2 separate regions of the Sus scrofa genome follow, and region 2 is linked to region 1. A link is a contact called in public Hi-C data. All regions are on one chromosome and are shown on one strand. The core of a region is the stretch at or near the end of the contact, and the rest is flanking DNA. Distances in the headings are between cores, read along the strand shown. Region 1 has its middle 50 kb from the start of CD5L. Region 2 overlaps FCRL4 (Fc receptor-like protein 4).

Evidence for each region. A called contact is a pair of places that touch in the nucleus more often than the background predicts.
Region 2: a Hi-C map of retroperitoneal adipose tissue shows a contact between it and region 1, with 3 times the contacts expected there. The contact joins two enhancer-like sites. A contact is called at or near these places in 12 of 47 Hi-C or Micro-C datasets (embryonic fibroblasts, fetal heart ventricle, fetal liver and 8 more).

What each region holds. Positions count from the first base shown.
Region 1 is chr4:92,342,448-92,346,905 of Sscrofa11.1, reverse strand. No RefSeq gene overlaps it. Among named protein-coding and RNA genes, the nearest start is that of CD5L, 50 kb to the left of the region's middle. Within about 2 kb of position 2,320, at least 3 of the 83 cell types and tissues checked have an H3K27ac peak or open chromatin away from gene starts, as enhancers often do. A contact at or near this core is called in retroperitoneal adipose tissue, where this site is marked.
Region 2 is chr4:92,557,856-92,562,245 of Sscrofa11.1, reverse strand. FCRL4 (Fc receptor-like protein 4) reads right to left here. Exons shown (of 13, transcript XM_021089615.1): 7 at 2,795-2,908; 8 at 2,232-2,342; 9 at 1,582-1,609; 10 at 507-589; 11 at 281-346. Among named protein-coding and RNA genes, the nearest start is that of FCRL4, 18 kb to the right of the region's middle. Within about 2 kb of position 2,720, at least 12 of the 83 cell types and tissues checked have an H3K27ac peak or open chromatin away from gene starts, as enhancers often do. A contact at or near this core is called in retroperitoneal adipose tissue, where this site is marked.

The DNA.
Region 1 (4,458 bases), core at 1,071-3,570:
ATCATTGGAATCTCATGCATCCTTATATTTTATCTACTTGCTCTGCTGTGGGTCTACAGGCATCATTTGTTAATGTCATTGTGATTAAGTTTATTTCTCCTTCCATTTCCTGCAGTCTGTGTGCCAAGTATTTTGATGGCCTGATATTTAATTACAAAGATTTATGAGGCTTAGAGCTCTCTCCTAGATTTTAGCCTTTTCCACTTTCATTCAGTGCTTTTTGCCTCGATATGTCTTCGCTTGGTCTTGTAAGGTGTCAGCAGGGTTGGTTTCTAGTGAGGCCTCTCTCCTGGGCTTGCAGAAGGCCATGGTCTTCCTGTGTCTTCCCATGGTCTTCTGTCTGTATGTGTCTGTGTGCATCTTACAAGGACATTGGTCATATGGGGATTATAGCCCACCCTAGTACTCTCCCTTTAACTTAATTGCCTCTTTAAAGATCCTCTCTCTACACATTCTGACGTCCTAGGGGTTAGGACTTCAAAAAATGAATTTTGAGAATATACGACTCAGCCCATAGTAAGCTTCCTCTGTTATCTCATATTTGATCAATTTAAAGCTTAGTCAGGAGTTCTCATTGTGGCGCAGTGGTTAACGAATCCGACTAGGAACCATGAGGTTTTGGGTTCGGTCCCTGCCCCTTGCTCAGTGGGTTAACGATCCGGCGTTGCCATGAGCTGTGGTGTGGGTTGCAGACACAGCTCGGATCCAGCGTTGCTGTGGCTCTGGCATAGGCTGGTGGCTGCAGCTCCGATTCGACCCCTAGCCTGGGAACCTCCATATGCCGCGGGAGCAGCCCAAGAAATAGCAAAAAGACAAAAAGAAAAGAAAAGAAAGCTTAGTCAGAGTTCCTGTTGTGGTTCAGTGAGTTAAAAACTTGACTAGTATCCATGAGGATGGGAGTTGATCCTTGGCCTCGCTCAGTGGGTTAAGAATCTGGTGTTGCCACAAGCTATAGCATAGGTTGCAGATGTGGCTCAGATCCTGCATTGCTGTGGCTGTGGCATAGGCCGGCAGCTTCAGCTCCAATTGGAGCCCTAGCCTTTGAACTTCTATATGCCACAGGTGTGATTGTAAAAGAGAAAAAAAATAAAGCTTACTTATGACCGCCTAACATCTAATTGCAGTAGCCTGGTATAACTCCCCATTCTTTCCTCCTCTGCAGCATTAGACGTAGTCTGCAACCTTATATTTCTGGCAAATCTCTCCCCAGTTCCCACAAATCTCTCAGGGCTCAAGCCTACTCCAACCTCACATTTGCTCTCTCCTTTGTGGATTTCTTTATCCTTTGGATGAATTGTTTCTCAGGAACTGGTTCTTCCCTCTAGCCTTCCTACTCTCAAGCATCCCATTGCAGTTCCCGCCGTGGCTCAGCCGTTAATGAATCCAACTAGGAACCATGAAGTTGAGGGTTCGATCCTTGACCTCGCTCGGTGGGTTAAAGATCCGGTGTGGCCATAAGCTGTGGTCTAGGTCTCAAGCATGGCTCAGATCTGTTGTTGCTGTGGCTGTGGTGTAGGCCGGTGGACCCCTAGCCTGGGAACCTCCATATGCCGCAGGAGCAGCCCTAGAAAAGACAAAAAGACAAGAAAGAAAAAAAAAAAAAAGAATCCCATCTCTATCAGAGCATAACTATGGCTTCTATGCAAATAATATAAAAATCTGTATCCTCTAGGGATTTCCCACTGTGGCACAGTGGAAACGAATCTGACTAGTATCCATGAGGATGTGGGTTTGACCCCTGGCCTTGCTCATTGGGTCAGAGATCTGGCATTGCTGTGGCTGTGGTGTAGGCCAGCAGCTCTAGCTCTGACTCAACCGCTAGCCTGGAGCTTCCAGATGCTTGGGGTGTGGCCCTAAAAAGCAAAAAAAGAAAAATTATGTACCCTAACGTCTCTCCTGATCTCCATGTTTTAAAGGATTATCTCACTATTTGAAATTTGTCCATGCATTTCAGTCTTCTCAACTTAACCCATCCAAAATCAAAACCCCCTTCTTCCATAGAACTAGTTCCCTTCCTCTTGTCCTATTTCTGTCATAAATTTCAACATTCTCTCACTTTCCCCAGCCACCATCTCTGAGTCACTGCTATTCTTCCCCTTTCCTTGTCTCCAATCAATAAAGACACCCTTTGTCACTACCTTTTATTCTAGATTCTTGTAAATATTCCTTCATCATAACCCTCCCCTCTTTCGTATATCACTGTCACTCTCAGAGAAGCATTCCTATCAGTCTGGAAGCTAAGATTCTCTCTCAGGAGGTCAGGGAGTCTGTGATCCATTCCATTTCAAATCTGTGACCTCTGAGCCCTGTGGGACATGCAGACGGGCTACTGAAACCTTCTCATGCACAGAGAACAGTCCCTTAGGGTGAGTGAATCTCCACCCTTGACTCACACACAGACACTTTCACTCTGCATGAGAGCAGGCACTCCTGTGTGTTGAGGTGGGAGCTGATTGAAACTGTTTTCCGAGCAATCAGATCTCTAACTCATATCCCACCACCTCCTTGAGAACTTCCACTCTCTCACAGAGTTGGTTTCAGCGAGCAAGGCAGAAAAATCAATCAAAACACCTCTCCTGGGTGTGGAGAAAAGGGTACCCTCCTACACTGTTGGTGGGAATGTAAATTGGTACAACCACTATGGAAAACAGTATGGAGGTACCTTAGGAAACTAAATGTAGAACTACCATGTGATCCAGCAATCCCACTCCTGGGCATATATCTGGACAAAACTTTCCTTGAAAAAATATGTGCACCTGTATGTTGATTGCGGCATTATTCACAGTAGCCAAGACTTGGAAACAACCTAAAAGTCCATCAACAAATGAATAGATTAAAAAGATGTGGTATATATACACAATGGAATATTATTCAGCCATAAAAAAGAACAAAGTAATGCCATTTGCAGCAACATGGATGGAACTAGAGACTCTCACACCAAGTGAGATACATCAGAAAGAGAAAGACAAATACTATATGATGTCACTTATGTCTGGAATCTAATACACAGCACAAATGAATCTTTCCACAGAAAAGAAACTCATAGACTTGGAGAACAGACTTGTGGTTTCTGGGGGATGGGGAAGGAAGGGAATGGGATGGACTGGGGTTTTAAGGTTAATAGACGCAAACTTGCATTTGGAATGGTTAAGCAATGAGATCCTGCTGTGTAGCACAGGGAACTATATATCTAGTCACTTATGATGGAACACGCTGGAGAATAATGTGAGAAAAAGAATGTATCTATATGTGTGACTGGGTCACTTTGCTGTACAGTAGAACTTAACAGAACGCTATAAACCAACTATAATGGAAAAAATAAAAATCACTAAAAAGAAAAAATTTTTTTTAAAAACACCTCTCTTCTCCTTTTCCTAACACTAGATGATAAAATAAGCAGCCAGATATGAATAGAGGAAACTTGTCCTGCCAAGGTATCCTGTTACTCAGTTTTTTGAAGAGGTGGCCTGAAGTTAAGCTGCCCTTTTGTGTCGGGCTGACCGTAACTACCAGCAGCTTCTGTTCTTAGATCCTGGAGCTGATCTGAACAGACGTGCCTTTCGCCCATGCAAAAGGAGAGACTAGGCATTCTTCACCAGATCCTTGTCCTCATTACTCTGCGAGCAAACTGAGCTGAATTGACACGCAAAAGGAAAGTGATGCTTTCAGTGCTAAATTTCTGCTGGAATGTTCAGAACTGATATATCAACTGCTAATGCTTCAGAGGTGTTGTTATTAAACTTCTAATTATATAACATGCATGGCCTGAGGTACAGAGTGAGAAAGATGAGTCATACAGTGCTTCACTCTGAGGGAATTTCACAATCTAGCATAAGACACATGTATGTAAAGACCTCTTTAAATCCAGTGTGCTGGTGGAGAGAGTGGGATGGACAGGAGTTTCGGGTTAGGAGATGCAAACAATTACATTTAGAATGGATAAGCAATGAGGGCCTACTGTAGAGCAGAGGGAACTATATCCAGCCTCTTGGGATAGAACATGATGAAAGATAATATAAAAAAAGGAATGTATACAGGAATGTAAAAGGAATATATATACGTATATGTGTATGACTGGGTCACTATGCTGTACAGCAGAAATGGGGACAACGTTGTAAATCAACTATACTTTAATAAAAATTCATAAAAAAATAAAATAAATCCAGTGTTCTGACAGAAGTAGAATATCTCATTATTCATTTTGAATTTTATTAAGTTTCTATAAAATTACTGAGTAGTTATCTTAGAGGCTTACTGTGTGCCCACACTGAGATGAGCAACTTTACCAGCTTTGTTACTTTTGACCATCAGAACAGCCCTCTAGGGAAGCTTATGTCCTTTCCATCTTATAAAATAAGAGATAGGAATTCCCACCGTGGCACAGCAGAAACGATTCTGGTTAGAGACCATGAGATTGTGGGTTTGATCCCAGGCCTCGCTTAGTGGATTAAGGATCTG
Region 2 (4,390 bases), core at 1,471-3,970, 210 kb before region 1:
GCATTGAGAACTATGTCTAGATAATTATATCGCAACAGAACAAATGGTGGAAAAATATGTCTACATGTAAGTGTAACTTGGTTCCCATGTTGTACAGTGGAAAAAAATAAAAATAAATTTAAAAAAACAATAAATCTGGCCATTCTGAGTGTATCATGGTAAAAAAAATAAAATAAAATAAAGTGAATAAAACAGTACCTATCACACAGGAGGTGCTCAATAAATAGGTATTGAATGAATGAATATAGCTTGTGGCCAACATCTCTCCCCAGTGACTTACCCTGCCCCTCTCCTGGCTGAATAATCTGGATCTCAGAATATACCAAGTCTCCTTCTTTGAGATGCACTGGGAAGGGAAAAAAAAGCAATATTTTCTTAACCATGAATGTTTATTGTGACTGTCCAGGTTTGGGATACTAGGAGACCAGAGGCCTTTGCCAGGCCTCAAAACCCATTATCTTTCCCTGGCTTAAGCCAAGAGCAGATTCCTCCCAGGGACTCCTCACCATTGCTGTACAACTGTTGAAGCTCCACCGAGGCAGGACATTTGGGAGGGGGAGGCTCCCCTGGGCCCAGAGTAAGGGGGCTCCTGTGAGACAGAGAAACACATGTTTATCCTTGAAACATTATAATGTGTGTGAGAATTGGACAGACAAACAGAAAAGGATGGGGCGATGTCAGCTGAACAAAGCCAGAAGAATCTCTGACATGATAGAAACAATCAAATCTTGGATAGAATGGTCACTGGCAATTGGTTAAAAAATCCAGCCTGGGGTTCCCATCATAGCTCAGAGGAAACGAATCTGACAGGCATCCATGAGGACGCAGGTTCAATCCCTGGCCTCACGCAGTGGGTTAAGGATCCAGTGTTGCCGTGAGCTGTGGTATAGGCTGGCAGCAACAGCTCTGATTTGACCCCTAGCCTGGAAACCTCCGTATGTCCCGGTTCTGGCCCTAAAAAGACAAAATAAATAAATAAATAAATAAATAAATAAACAAATAAATAAATAAATAATCCAGCCTCCTCATCAGGAGTAGTGACTTCACATCATTCTGTCTGGACCATTCAAGAAGGCATTAGACGTAATCCATGCTCCTAGTTCCAAACTGTAACCTAAGGCTGAAACACTGCCACAGGCAGAAGAGGAAGACCATATTTTCCAAACCAAATTAAAAAACATAAAATCCGATGAGTATATGAGCACACGGAGGCAAAAAGAAGATTATTACAAATTGAGGCACCTCTGGAAAGTCTAGAACCAATCGTCATTTTATACATAGTTATAGTAATACATTATCTAACTATAGGACTACCTGTACCAGAAATATTCTGTGCCAACCTAGAAAATCTATAACCTTTGGCGGCATCCATTTAGATGAAGGGATCAATATCAAATAAGAACTAACCTAAATACACGTAAAATCCATTACACAAACTATTAGAAAGCTCCTGGGAAGCTGCGATTGTGGCCATTTCAAGGAATGAGAAAGTGGGAGCAGCTAACCACAGGGACATAGAGAAATCACTTGGCCTAATTCTGCAGCTCTGCAATTCTGTATCTTTTATTCTTACAACCTCACCTGGTTGTGTCTCCCAGTAAACCATCTCCTGCAAAATAAAGCAAAGGCAGATTTGGGTCAGCAGGGGGAGCTCTTTCTCAAATATTTCACACACAGTTGCTTGCCTAAGAGAGATCACCAGAAAAAAATCATTTCAAACATGGGCCCTGTCTCGAATTCCCATGAAAATGATGTGAAAAAGAATTGAACAAAGCATATAATTTGCTTGGGACTGGACTACACATTCCTGGATTGAATATGCAATTATCTGAGACTTGATTAAGGGTTTAAGGCTGTGTTAAAATACTACGTATAACCAAACTGTCTTTCTTTCAGAGCAGTGAGGGGCTATAGGTGGATTTGCAGGTGCATCTGTGGTTTTGCCTAGAGGAAGCTCAAGTTCCGACATGGGCTTGCTAAGGAGGCTCATGGTTAGAGGCCCACGGCTTCTGCATCCAGCCCAATGCAAGGCACACGGATGGTGTCCAGAAGGACATGGTGAGGTAAATTGAATTGAATTAAACCAAGAAACAGAGATGAAGGATGTGGATAATTGTTCTCAAGCTGAACATGTTTCTGTGCCTGTCTTGTACACCAGGTTTTCTGGCATCTGAAGCTAGCCTGACCTGGGCTAAGGCAAGAAGCCATTGGAAGCACATGGCAGGTGGTACCTGGGATAAATTCTCTCCCCTGGGTAGAGGGGGAGCCAGCAGGCTGGCTTGTGGAGAGCACGGCCATTGGAATACAAGATGATGGGTTCAGGCTTCGACTCAGGGAAGTCTCTGAGGAAGAAGAAGGGTAGAGGTTAGCCAGCTCCCATTCTCAGTCATTTCTTCATAGGGCCTTTCAGTTTATTTTGATCGTCCACTTGCGAGGGATGTACAATGGGCTGAAGTACCCAGTTGGCCAGTCCGTTGGAACCAAAGAAACTACCCAAGGAAACTGTTAAAAAGTGTTTTAACATTAAAGTTAAAAGTAAAATATTTAAAGTAACATTAAAGTTAAAAGTAAAATGTTTATTTCCTCCCTACATTTCACTTGAGGCTTCGTAAACCAGATTAGAAATCTGCTAATCTGAAACTGCCATCTGAAGAAAGGGTGTGAGTGTGTCTGTGAGTGTTGGGGTGGTGAGGGGGGGAATGGTGGTGTGGGAGTTACCAAGGCTGCGATAAGCTGGGGTGTCTAAGGCAGAGATAGGGCGTGGACTCTGGCAAAGGTAAGAGAGAACACAAACCTGGTTTCCTCTGGTGCCAGCAGTAAAACAGCAGGGCCACAGCCAGAAGAAGAAAGCTGAGTGTCCCCCCAGTGGCACCCGCAGCCACGAGGCCTCTTCTGTTCCCTGGCATACCTGGAGGGGAAAAGCCTGTATCAGCCTCAGGGAGTGGGGTCTAGGGCCTGGAATTGCCAGGAATCCCTGGAAACTTTCCTCAGCCTGGCTGGTGTCCTGATCCCTGGGAGAGGGAGGAATCTAAAAGCTAGGACTCATGGGGGCTGTTGAGGACTATATCAGGGCTGATGTGACACAGGAAGCTGGTTTCTGTGTATGGGCAGCACAGAGCCTGAATGTGACAGGAAGTGACTCACTGTGAAGGGGTTGAAGGCAAGAGTCTGGGTGGATTGTGGCAAAAGGAAGAAAAGGTAGCCAGCTCCCTGCACCAACCCACAGACATCATTTCAGAAATTAACATTTGAGGGGAAGTCTATGCCTATGTATTTATCTCTTTATTTGTCTATGTATCTATTTATGTATCTCTATGTATCTGTCTATGTATCTATCCGTCTATCTATCCTGTATTCTTGTAATCTGGCCTTTTAGAAATTTCCCCCAGACATCTGGAAAGATGTTAAGTGCCTAACTTGGGAACAGCAGCCTGCCTGAGAAAAAAAGGAATATCACTGCTGATTAGGGCACTAGTTGAGCCAGCAATAACTCATAGATTGTTCTTCTTAAATATATGTATATATATAGACACCACAACAGAAACGACACCAGATTCATTCCCCATAGAAGACTGAGTCTTATGTGCTTTGAAGGTAAGGTGGGAAAGAAACTGACAGAAGATATAAACTAAATTGTTGGAGAATTCTGATTTTTCCATTAGATCAATTCTCTAAGATAAGGATGTCTTCTCTCATCACTCCTATTCAACATAGTTCTAGAAGTCCTACCTGGAGCAATTAGGAGAGGAAAAAAATAATAAAAGGCAGCCAAATTAGAAAGTAGAAAGAAAAATTGTTTCCGCAGATGACATGATCTTATATAAAGAAAATCATAAACACTCCACAAAAATATCTGTTAGATTTAATAAATGAATTTAGTAGAGTTGTAGGATACAAATCAACATGCAAAAGTCAGTTGTGTTTCTATACAATAACAATGAATTAGCTGAAGAAGAAATAAAGGGAAAAAAATCCTATCATCGATAGCGTCAAAAAAACAATTCCTACCAGTAAATTTAACCAAGAAGGTGAAAGATCTATACATTGAAAACTGTAAGATATTGTTGAAGAAAACTGAAGACACAAATATATGGAAAGATACCCTGTGTTTGTGGATTGAAGAATTAATGTTGTTAAAATGTCCATACTATTCAAAGCCATCTGCAGGGTCAATGCAATTTCTATTAAGATTCCATTGACATTTTTAAAGGAAATTTTTTTTAAATCCCCAAATTTTTTTGGAACCACGAAAGACATCAAATAGCCAAAGCAATTCTGAAGCTAAAAAACAAAGCTGGGGGCTTCACACTTCCTAACTTCAAACTATATAACAAAGCTAGAGTAATCAAAACAGATTGGTATTGACATAAAAACAAATTCATAATACAAT